Linked DNA regions of Anas platyrhynchos: region 1 is linked to region 2. The links are chromatin contacts, called in public Hi-C maps. All regions are on one chromosome and are shown on one strand. Each heading gives the region's core, a stretch centred on a gene start, on an enhancer-like site or on the middle of the called end of the contact. The rest is flanking DNA. Distances are from core to core; before and after follow the strand shown.

The links. Hi-C and Micro-C count contacts between places; a contact is called where the count stands out from the background.
Region 1: a Hi-C map of subcutaneous adipose tissue shows a contact between it and region 2, with 2.3 times the contacts expected there. The contact joins two enhancer-like sites. A contact is called at or near these places in 3 of 8 Hi-C or Micro-C datasets (liver, skeletal muscle and subcutaneous adipose tissue).

The regions. Positions count from the first base shown.
Region 1 is chr5:47,674,092-47,679,186 of IASCAAS_PekinDuck_T2T, forward strand. No RefSeq gene overlaps it. Among named protein-coding and RNA genes, the nearest start is that of TRNAQ-UUG, 64 kb to the left of the region's middle. Within about 2 kb of position 2,245, at least 2 of the 8 cell types and tissues checked have an H3K27ac peak or open chromatin away from gene starts, as enhancers often do. A contact at or near this core is called in subcutaneous adipose tissue, where this site is marked.
Region 2 is chr5:47,528,537-47,534,224 of IASCAAS_PekinDuck_T2T, forward strand. No RefSeq gene overlaps it. Among named protein-coding and RNA genes, the nearest start is that of TRNAQ-UUG, 81 kb to the right of the region's middle. Within about 2 kb of position 3,590, at least 4 of the 8 cell types and tissues checked have an H3K27ac peak or open chromatin away from gene starts, as enhancers often do. A contact at or near this core is called in subcutaneous adipose tissue, where this site is marked.

The DNA of each region.
Region 1 (5,095 bases), core at 995-3,494, 140 kb after region 2:
ACACTGGGGAGAAGAAAACAATGTAATAAATTATTAGTTCAGGACGTGTAACGGCAGATTAAATGCTGTACTAACTACAATTGTCTGACATGATCCCATTGTCATAAACAGTGGATGTGTGGGCTATCACAGTACCCAGCTGTATAAATTCGATCTGTGTCAGGTCTGAGCATTCCTATTAACTTTTCTATTAACAGTAATTAATTTTCTATTAACATTTCTATTAACTTTACTAGCCATTGTGACCTGCAGCCACCTGTGCAAGTACAGGCACAACTTGACCCAGGACTAAGTTAAATGGTGCAGACAGACAGTGCCCAATTCTGTCTGTCCAGAATCCCGCCACCCTCAGAAGATCGTTGAATGACTGATCAGCATTTTGGGTTATAGAATTATAGAATATCCTGAGTTGGAAGGGACCCATAAGGATCATCAAGTCCAACTCCTGGCACCGCACAGGTCTACCCAACAATTCATACCATGGGTCACCCAGCTATGACTTTTTTATCTGGGAGTAGTAGATCTAGGCCCAGATTTACCCTAACATCAAGTCATAGCCTGGGTCCTTTGTGCAGGTCTCCAAACCCTGTGTAGCCAGAGCTGGCTCTGTCTTTTCTGAGGGAATGAATGCTTGCAGTATGCAATGGCTTCCCCGTGTTCACTGGAGGCCCCAGGACTCCACACTTGTGAGCCATCATCATCAAGCCAACAATTATGCTGTATTGTTTGAGCTTTAACAGACCTTAAATACGTGTCTTACGGAATATTTCAGATAGAGACTGGAGAACTTGTATTGACATAATTACTTAATACCTGCATGCTCAAAGAAGCTGATGGTCAAGGTAATGGAAAAGCAGAAGTTTAATTTATACAGATAGTTAAAGGATTTAGCTATCTTATTTCTTCATAACAATACCTAAGAATCTTTTCTCGTGCCAAACGTGAGGTAAAGGCTTGATTCAAACAGGCAGTAAATTCAATACAAAGCTTCTTCCAAATCCGAGATGCCAGATAGCTTTTCCAATGCGTGATTTAAGCCAGTATTTCCTGCAGTCTGAGACAAGAGAAGAGACGCTGTCCGCAACACTTTAAAGCTAATTAGCTGAAGAGGACGTGGTTGATGCTGAGAATCGCTCGCCACTTCCAGCTGAAGACGCCTGACTGACCCGATAACCACAGGGCAGCAAATGGCAGTCAGTGTAATTAAGGCCCCTCTAATTTGCCTGGTGTCAAAAATGCCAAACCCCAAATTCCACGGTTTCTTCTCTAAGCGTACCATAGGACTAGTCAAAACAGCTATAAATACATTTCCCCTGTATCTGCACATTCCATAAATAGTACAAATACAATTTTATAGCAATAACTGAGGCTGCTCGCTTCAGACAGTTGTGCAGTTTAACTTCTACCATTAGAGCCTGAACTTGGAAAAGAATACAGAACACAGATTCTTGCTTTTACAACTAAAGTGTGTGCAACAGGGTGCTTGCTTATCCATGGGCTGTCTGCCACCCACTAGCAGCACACAACCTTTCAAGAACAGCGATCATCCCGCTTCCACTGAGGCCAGCAAGGATGCTGTCACTGCCTTGGAGGAAATGAGGACAGTGTCCTTGTTTACATACTTTCAAAGGGACTTTCTCCTTTTTTTCCTTTTTTTTTTTTTTTTTTTTTTTTTTTTCTTTTGTTGCATTTTTAGTTCTTAATATTGTTGTATTTTTATCTCATCATATTGTTTGTGTTTACTCCCTTGTAAGGCGTTGCAGCAGGTTAGGTGTTCTCAGGTCGTGAGAACCCAGAGCAATTACTCTTTGATTGATTCTCAGATTGTGATTTGCGTGACTGCATAGGTACGTGCTGATCCAAAGGGGACACTAAATCCGGGGTGCCCAAAGAGCGAGTGGGCACCACAGAGACGCTGAGCTTCCTGACCGGGTCACGGGGATGGTCGCAGCAGAGGCAGAAGCAGGTCTCTCCTTCCCTCTGCGGCATCCTGCAAATCCCAGCGCCCGCTGGGGCTCCGGAGCACCATCACGCTGCACCAGCCGTCACCCGTGGTGCTTCGCTGCCCTCCGCGGTTCTGCCTGGGCTTCCCCTGGGTTAACCCGCCCGGTACGGCCGCGGGCAGCAGGAGCGCCCCGCTCACCGAGCCCCCGCTCTGACGGGAGCGCGCACACGAAGCGCGCCCCCGCCCGCCGCGGCAGCGCGCTCAGCGCGGCCCCGCCCCTCGCCCGCCCGCCCGCCGTGCTGATTGGCCGGCCCGCCGGGCGGCGCAGCCAATGGGCGGCGCGGCGGCGCGGCCGCTCGGGAGGCGCAGCGCGGCACCGCGCGGCGGGAGCGGGGCCGGGATGCGGGGACCCGGGTTCGAGACTGGGCCGGGACCGGGATCGAGACCGGGACAGGGACAGCCGCAGCCCCCGGCCCTGATCCCATCCCATCCCATCCCATCCCATCCCGGTCCCGGGCCGCCTCTCCCCGCAGGCTGTGCCTTTCCCAGCGCGCCCGCCTGCTAGGGAGCCTTTTTTTTTTTTTTTTTTCGGTGCTGATTGAAATCATCTGTTTTGGGTTCTCTGACAAATTAATTGCACTTCCCTCTGACTCAGGGGCCTTCTGACTTTTGAAGCGGATTTTGTCTACATGCCGTCTCCCAGACGAACACAATTTAATTTGCCGGGCTTTAAATGAACTTTGCGTTTCCACAAAGCCAATGAAAGAAGCGTTTGTTCTGGTGGCGGCCTCCACAAGCGTGGTGCGGGGATGGATTTGGGATGGAAGCTGCCAGATGCCTGTTTTCCTGCGGCCGATACCCCGCTCTGAAATGTGTTGCGTCCGGAGGTGCACTGTGCCACCAATGGCGCAGGCCATGAGCCATGTGCTTCCTAGTACCTGAGCACAGTGCCCCTTAATGAACCGCCAGAGCTGCCATGGGATCGAGCCGGGACAGTAACACGGCTGTGCCTGTTTGTTGTGTCAAGAAAATAACCATGGGTTAAGGGTGCCTTCCAGTGCCATCTCCTTTCATAGGGATAAGCAGGAGCTGCCGAGTTCAGCTGGAGTCCAAACTCCCCTCAACCACCCCAAGTGCTGTGCCCGGGCTTATGATTCGGGCCCCTTAATGATACGACTTCTTCCCCAATTCTCTTGGTCCATCCTTCAGGGCTTTTAAAAGTCACCTTTCAAACACACTGAGACAAATTCTGCTCTTCAGTACGTGAATGTTGCTGCCTGTGACCGTACTCTGCATGTCGAAGGTTTGAAAAGGGGCTCAAAGCAGAGCTGTGATGTTAGACAGGGCTGTGCCAGGCTTATGAGGGAGCACTGAAGACAGAGTTTTTACCATGCTCAGATTAGTCTGTATTAGTCTGTATGCTCTGTGCATGGGCATTTTGGGTCATACCTGTTTATCTTCCCTATTTTGAAAAGCACCAGCGTACATAATTGACTCTGTGGGCTTCTACTTTCGTTAGCAGAGGTAGATTTAAGCACATTCTCAAAGCTAAGCGCATGCTGATATAGTTGATAAAGTGGGAATGAAGAGAATCTGCTGTTTTTCTTGGCCCATCCGAGCATTTCTTCCTCTCCCCCTCCCCATGCATTCTAAAATCCAAATGATTTGTAAACATTAATTAATTTATCTTTGCAACTCTGCTGGGAAATAAGGGTGTTATTTTTGATCCTTCCCTTACCTAAAATGCAATTGATACCAAAAGAATTTTGTGAGGCTAACGGGAATCAAACCCAAAATCTGCCCTGTGCCGTAGCTGCCGTGTCCACGGCTCCAAGGGGCAGGGTCTCAACCAGCTCTGAGTGACTGCAGGACTTCTGTCATGGGCTGACCCTCAGACCATCTCGAGTGCTTTGTCTTCTAACTAATTTACAGCTGCTACATTGAAAAGTCAGGTCGAGAGCACTGAGTTAATTGAAAGTCTGTGTTCCCCTGAAGTGTTAGAGAAGAATTAAAACAAAGATATGAAAATCATAGCAATAGGTAGCTGAAATTTCAACACAAAACCTCAGACCCAAACATTCCCAAATGCCAGCAAAATATGTAAGTGAATCCAGACTCCTACTTTATAATTTACCTCTTTATGTGAATTGGCCAAAGCAACCCCCCAATTCTGGGTGCGTCTTGAACCTTTCCATCAACATTTTCAGTTTCACAGAGGTTTTCAATCTGACAACAAACCTGAGCTTTGCAGCTTGCACCTATTTTTATTTTTGATTTCAAATTGTTGCTGTTCCTAGGACTGTCACTTGGAAGAACTCACCCTTTGATTTCGAAGTGGAGCACAGTCAGTAGGAGCCTCAGCAAAGCTTTACTTAAGTACCAGAAGCGAGCGAATTTAGAGCTATTCAGTAACACACTTGCACAATCCGAGCTCAGAGCACAACCACAGTTTTCAGGCCTGTATGTACCCGCAGGAGTGCTGGTGCTCTCCAGAGAACACAAGAAAATGGTAGGAAAACGTCTTAGTCAAATGGCACATTTCAGGATGCTGAGTGGTTTGCAATCTGCTCGCGTAATAATGTTGATAATGATATTCAGTGTCTTTGCTTAAGCTTTTCTGTATTTATTATGCAAGCCTAAGAGGTCTGTCAGAAACGTAGCTAGAGATTGGACATGGAATCTGCAGCTGTTCAAACTTTTTACTATCCGGCCACAATAGTTACTAAGGCACATTGAAAACTGTCTGTTGTGAGTCTACTATTAACACTTCAGGGTTGTGAAGCAACATGAAAAACAGTCGCTGTTTCAGGCTTTTTCAGAAATGTCTTGGACAAGGATGGCTACATTCAGCTGGACCACCCAATCCTATCCCGCCCTTGCATGTTTTGCCGTGCTGTGAAATAAAAGTGCCCTAGGTGCACGCAATCTGGCTATGACTTTGCAGACTTGCACTCAATTCTGGCAAAAGCCAGGTAAAGGGGATTTTGTGTCTGTTTAAATCAAAACTCCCACTGACTTGAAAATTCTCCTTGCACCAACCCCTTACAGTTTACTTGAATAATAAAGAAACTTAGTGTAAAGGAAAGGCCATCGAGTTGCTTTGCCATCAAGTTATGAGGTAGTGGTGAGGGGTCGTTCTTGTGCCCTAGA
Region 2 (5,688 bases), core at 2,340-4,839:
CAGGCTGACCTTCATTTTATACTTTTTTTTAGCTGCAATTAATGCATCCAATTGTTGGGCAAGTAGTTACTGAAATTTTGCCTGCTACTTATTTACACATTTGATGGTACAAAAAAGGCAGATATTCAAGCTGCACTCACAAAAGGGAAGGCTAGTCAGCTGACAGTATAAACAATAAAGTCCAGTTGTATAAATTGATATGCAATTAACATATGCAATTATTCAAACTGTTAATTTAGAAGGTAAGATTCCCTATTCACTGACTGATTGTGAACAATGTCTCTCCTCCCTTTTCAACCCCCCTCCTCATTTTTTTCATATGAAATTAAGCCCTGTCTTTTTAGTAGATTATTTACCATGAAGAAATACCTTGATTGGAATTCAAGCTGAAACAGATTTTAATTCACAAGGAGTGTTTGAAACAGATTTTTAAATGGCATAGCAACACAAAGGTAATTCACAGAGGCGTGTGTTTAAAATAAGGGACTAGTTTATAGGAAAATCCGGAATGTGGGCTGGAACGTGTTCCAGAATTCCACCCTCTTGTCCTGGCTACACAAACAATGTGACTGAGGCCGGCCAACAGTTGTCATGTTTAAATAGAGAGAGAGAAGGAAAGTGGCAAGAATTCCCTCGGCACCATAATCCCTGCAGCCTTGCTACTTAGCACTTTTAAGAGAAAGGCAGATACAGGAAGCAAGAATAAGAAATAGCACACTTCATCTCTTCTCTGCAATAAACACTGCTTAGAATTCCATCTAAGCTGGGAGAATAAACATTTTCAAGGCTTTTCTCTGAACACTTGATCTCAGTGACTAGAACAGTTCATTTTCTTAGCTCGCTCTGCTTTTCCACTGGACGCAGCACTGTCAGCTTTGTACATCTTGCACTCTGAGACATAACTTGAAAACCAAATCCCTGGTTCTTTACTTACAAGAAATCCTACGAACTTTAACAGGATGTTGGCTTTAGTAAAACTACTAGTCTTGACATTGTAACTGCTGCTGAGTTGGCAATTGTGGAAAGAGTTAACGAACCTATTGCTAAGGCAATGACTCTTGCATAAGGGAGTCTTAAGCTATGTTGAGCTAAATTCCTCACAAGGCAATTTGAATTGATGGGCCTTTATAACTACTCAGTCAGAAATGAATGCATAATGCACGGGCCCAGGAATGTCCATCCCACCTGGAGGCTGGCAGGTATCCCTCTTGTGAACTGTTTGTTGCATTTATAATTGATATGAATTGAATGGTTTTATGGTCCCCTTTAACTTTTTTGTAAATTGACTGCCTGCCCTTTAGCATTATGAAAACTGGGGGATGTAGCAGGCTTCTTTTTGTGGGTTGTGACAGTGAATGGCTGGAGGTTTTCGTTTTAATGGTCTCCAAAAATATGTATACTGCACAACAACTGCCCCGTCTCCCCACCTATACAGTAAGTTTGCCACCCACTAAGTCCTTTCATTTTTCATTGGCTTTTTTCCATTGACAATGTCAAGTTCTTCTTCAGACAGCGACATACGAAAGGGTCAAATACTTACACAGGTAGAAGTTCTTAATGCAATCTCTCTTAAAAATGAGCATGGAGCTTCAAATTCAGATAAGGAACAGCAAATCTTTCTCTCTTATTTGTAAGTGCCTCTGAATTATGTGTGGCCTCAGCCTTGCTTAGGGCATTGAGATGTTGCCATCTTCTAAATATTCATCTTTCTATTGTTACTTTTTAATGCAAATATGGGAGACTGGGGAAATCTGGGTCTGTGACAACTTTTACTTTAGACTTGTTGTTAGAACAGGTACTTTTGCCTTTGTTTTTTTTCATCTGTAAAATGGGAAAACTAGTGGCCAGCCTCCCAAAAGCTCTACTGCTAGACTTGAGCAACTGATGTTGTAACTCATGGGAGATTTTGAGTAAAAGGCAATCAGTATGCTAAGTGTTGCATAGCTATTAATCTCCAGGCGAGGTTTTTCAAAGAGCCGAGCAGTCAGTGGTTGTTGTTGACTTCCAATTCAACTCCTAAAGGAAATGCCAAAATAATCAGAACTTCTGCTAGAGGCTTAGTGCTTCAGGAAATCAATCATCTGATTTGAAGATGCACGTGGTCAATTGAGCTCTTCTGAGAATCTGGCCCCTAACGGCTATATTTAAGGTTGGCACATCCTTCTTACACAACTGGCATGCTAAATATTTTGAAAAGCTCTTCTTTCATTTTTCTCTTGTTTCTGAAAAGCAATGTTTACAATACAAGCTTTGAAATATATTTACTTCTTATTTTGCTCCCCAGGAGACCAAAGTCTCCTGTTTATGAACAGATCAGGCAATTACAGCCTGCAGTTCCCCACCCAGTTCTATCAATATGCCTGCATCTTGACCTGGGGGTTAGGAAGTAGTTTGTTCTCTATGCCCAATCAGTCCTCAGCTATCAAGAAGTGTTTTTTTCTCACGCAATATCACCAACTAGCAACCAAATGGAAGCCATTACATGACTTTGCACATGTATCATATGGTAATAACTTGAGATTGTCAAGTGAAAGTGTCCAGAACCCATTAACAACATTTTGAAGTAGTCAATACCCCTCAAAATAACTTTCAAGCCTGTTGTTGAGCAATTGATTGTGTCATAGTCTTCCCCTTTAAAAAGCAGAGCACAGAACAGAGTTGTAGGGCCACTGCCACAAGCATTTGAAAATGAGTTGCCATGCATAACTCTCTCTATCTCTATTTGTAAACAATTGCAAAGGATCAGATTTTTCTTCTGCTTTACTCTTGTAACTAGAGCAAGTCAGATGCGTATATAACTTGGATCTGTAACCACCAGTAGACTTTTGCTTGTATTAGCTTTCAGGTTGTTTGCATTTGTTTAGTTTTGGAAAAAAAGTACATTCCAAGTTATCAAACCCTCAAATATTTGTTAGGAAGAGCCTTTGTTACGCCTGTCCTCAGTTATGAAAGCATGAAATGCTTTCACAAAAAAATGATCTATAAGAATGAACTATGAATGCTATGACTGATGCTGAGAAAAGAAAACGAGTCAAACTTGTTCTTAAAAACTCCCCCATTCTTCTGGGAATTTAGGACCATTTCTTAACACGTAGTAGTATGTATAGTAGTACGTATGCCCCTGTAGTACCTAGATACAACAGAAAGAAAGGATTTCCTATCCCCTTTTTTCCCCCCTGAATTTCTTGTATTCCAACACAATTTTTGTGTGAGATTTATCTGGATTATACTGACTTGCCATGCTCTTGGCAGCAATGTTGCTTCCTATATTTAATCTTCCTTAAGACCGCTCAAATTGTTGTATTAGGCATGCCTGTTATATTCATTTTGAGTGCAGAGAAAAGGGCAGCTGCTTTAACAGTTGTCTTTTCTGTTACAGTCTTATCACAGGAGTTATAAAAATATGGATGTCTTTCAGTATGCATAATTTTATAATCATGAATAAGCTTTGTGCTGCACTGATTCCGGAGAAAATGAAAATTGCCACTGTAGGGCTCTGTGTTGCCAGAAGCACGCGTGTACCTGCGCACACAAGCACATGGCAGACTAGAGAGAGATGTTGCAAATGCGCCTGAGTCTTCCTATATGCATAATATGTCCTTTAGGTGGTGCCATTGTGTTTTTTTAAGATAAGATTGCAGCCTCGAGAACATGTAGGACACCGTAACAAAAAGGATGCAGTGCACAATACATCCTTATACCCGAGGTGACTCGGAAACATCTGAGTGTACAGAGCTATCTCCACGCACAGGATGTAGTGTCGTTAGAGTAAATATAGAGCGGCTGGTGTCAACAATGAGGAAAGCAACACTAGAAGAAGAACGGCAACTTGAAATAGCCAGGAATCTCTCCTTCAAAAAGCTTTCTGAGACACTGTTTAGCTTTTAAATGTTCACATTACTGAGGAAGGAAAAGTGAAGAAATTGAGGGAAAGTATATAGCTATCTGCAGCAGGGGTGATCCACACAGGCTGGATCTGAAGCGCCAGGCGACTCCAAACCCATCCCCAAGCCAAGTGTGGGCACGGTGGTTGGGTTCAGGTCGCTCCAGGCTGTGGTGAGTCATGAGGAATCTTACAAGTATGCAGAGAGAAATTCCTAGGGTGGGTCTCAAAGCAAAAGTGAAATATGTTTTGTCCACATCTCAGACAATTTGTTGCTAAGTGGGCAGGCAGGGTTGCCTCATAGCAGGGACGGGGAAGGAGCAGGGAAAGCAGGAGGCTGACTGCCTGGTTTCACATCTCTGGCTCTCCACTTGCTTGCTGTGTATTTTTAATACATCTCCTAAACTGCGTTCCAGTTTGAAGCAGTGTTGTTTTCCTTAAAGTGATTTAATGTATTTTAGGTGCTTTGAGAATATTGCATTAATGGTGCACACGCACAAAACGTTACTGTCATTGTGTAGATATTTTTTAGATGATGTTGTCTTAAAAATCAAGGCACCCTCTGTCCCATGTTTTCTCACTACATACAGGTCAGAAAAGCACAAAGGTACTGTACGTCTGAAACATTTCCAGCAGTTTCCCTGGACCTGCTTCCAAAGCTCATTGAAATCTTGTTAACAGAATGCTCTACCTCCCTCTGATACCTCACACTGCAAAACAGCTTTGAAGGCCTAGACTGAATAATGAAGGAAACAAGGGCATCTGGGGTCCATTATTTACCCCATTTCATAAGGCGCTTCTACAAAGTCTGCTGCCTGCCTTTTCAGATCCATGACAGAAATAAATACAAAGCCTGGAAAGAGCGAGCAAGTCAGAGTTGTCTGCTGCCCTCTCCACTGCCCCCCTCCCCTTTTCTTCCTGTTTCACAGGACACATTTGTTTCATCTCAGCTAAATGTAGTTCTCTTTCTGCCCAAGACACTTGTTCTTTCCCCTTCACAGACTGTTTATTGCAAGGAGCTCCTTCTTGCTTGGGAAGATGTCTCAACACCTTCGGATGTTTCTAAAGGAGGCCAGTGTGAAGCTTGCTCACTAACAGATTTTATTTTATTTTTATTTTTTTTCTTGTCAAACTGACAAGGACTTGAAGACTTGAATTGCGACTGCGGCTGTGTTACAAAAACACGTGTGAAATGTCAGTAAAGTGATTCCCATCTCAGTGTGCTAATTCACAGGAGGGTATTTTAGAGTAATGGGAGTAATCCGAAATGTTAATGCATCCAAAAGGCTGGAGCTGTTGTGGAGGCAACAAGGTGTGGAAATTTTTCGCAAATTCCAGAGTGCCTGAGCATTTTTAAAAGGCATGGCCAAAAATGCTGCTACGTTGCTTGTGAAAATAAGTGGCTTTCTGGTGAAAACCTTCCAGAATGCTTGGCCAACATCAGAGCACTTGGACTAAGCACTTAAAGCAGCTAGTGTAGGTGAAGGATTGGAGTGCCTACGTAGTTACAGAGGAAATGTCAGTTGCAAACAGTTGATTGAGGAATGTTTTGTTTGTGTGATTTTTTTCTGACTAGATGATAATTTATACTAATTTCTTAGCTGCATAATTTGACGTAGTTCTCTGTATAAATATTGGCACCTCTAGCTTCTGTCCACAGACGTTGAGGGGTTATACGGGGGGTGGAGCAATTATTCATGAACTAAACCCTACACTTATTAAAGTCCTTTGTGAGAGCTATCACTGAAGTTCCTTTTATTTTTATTTATTTTACCTAGATAGGACATCTCCTGCTTTAGCCGCTT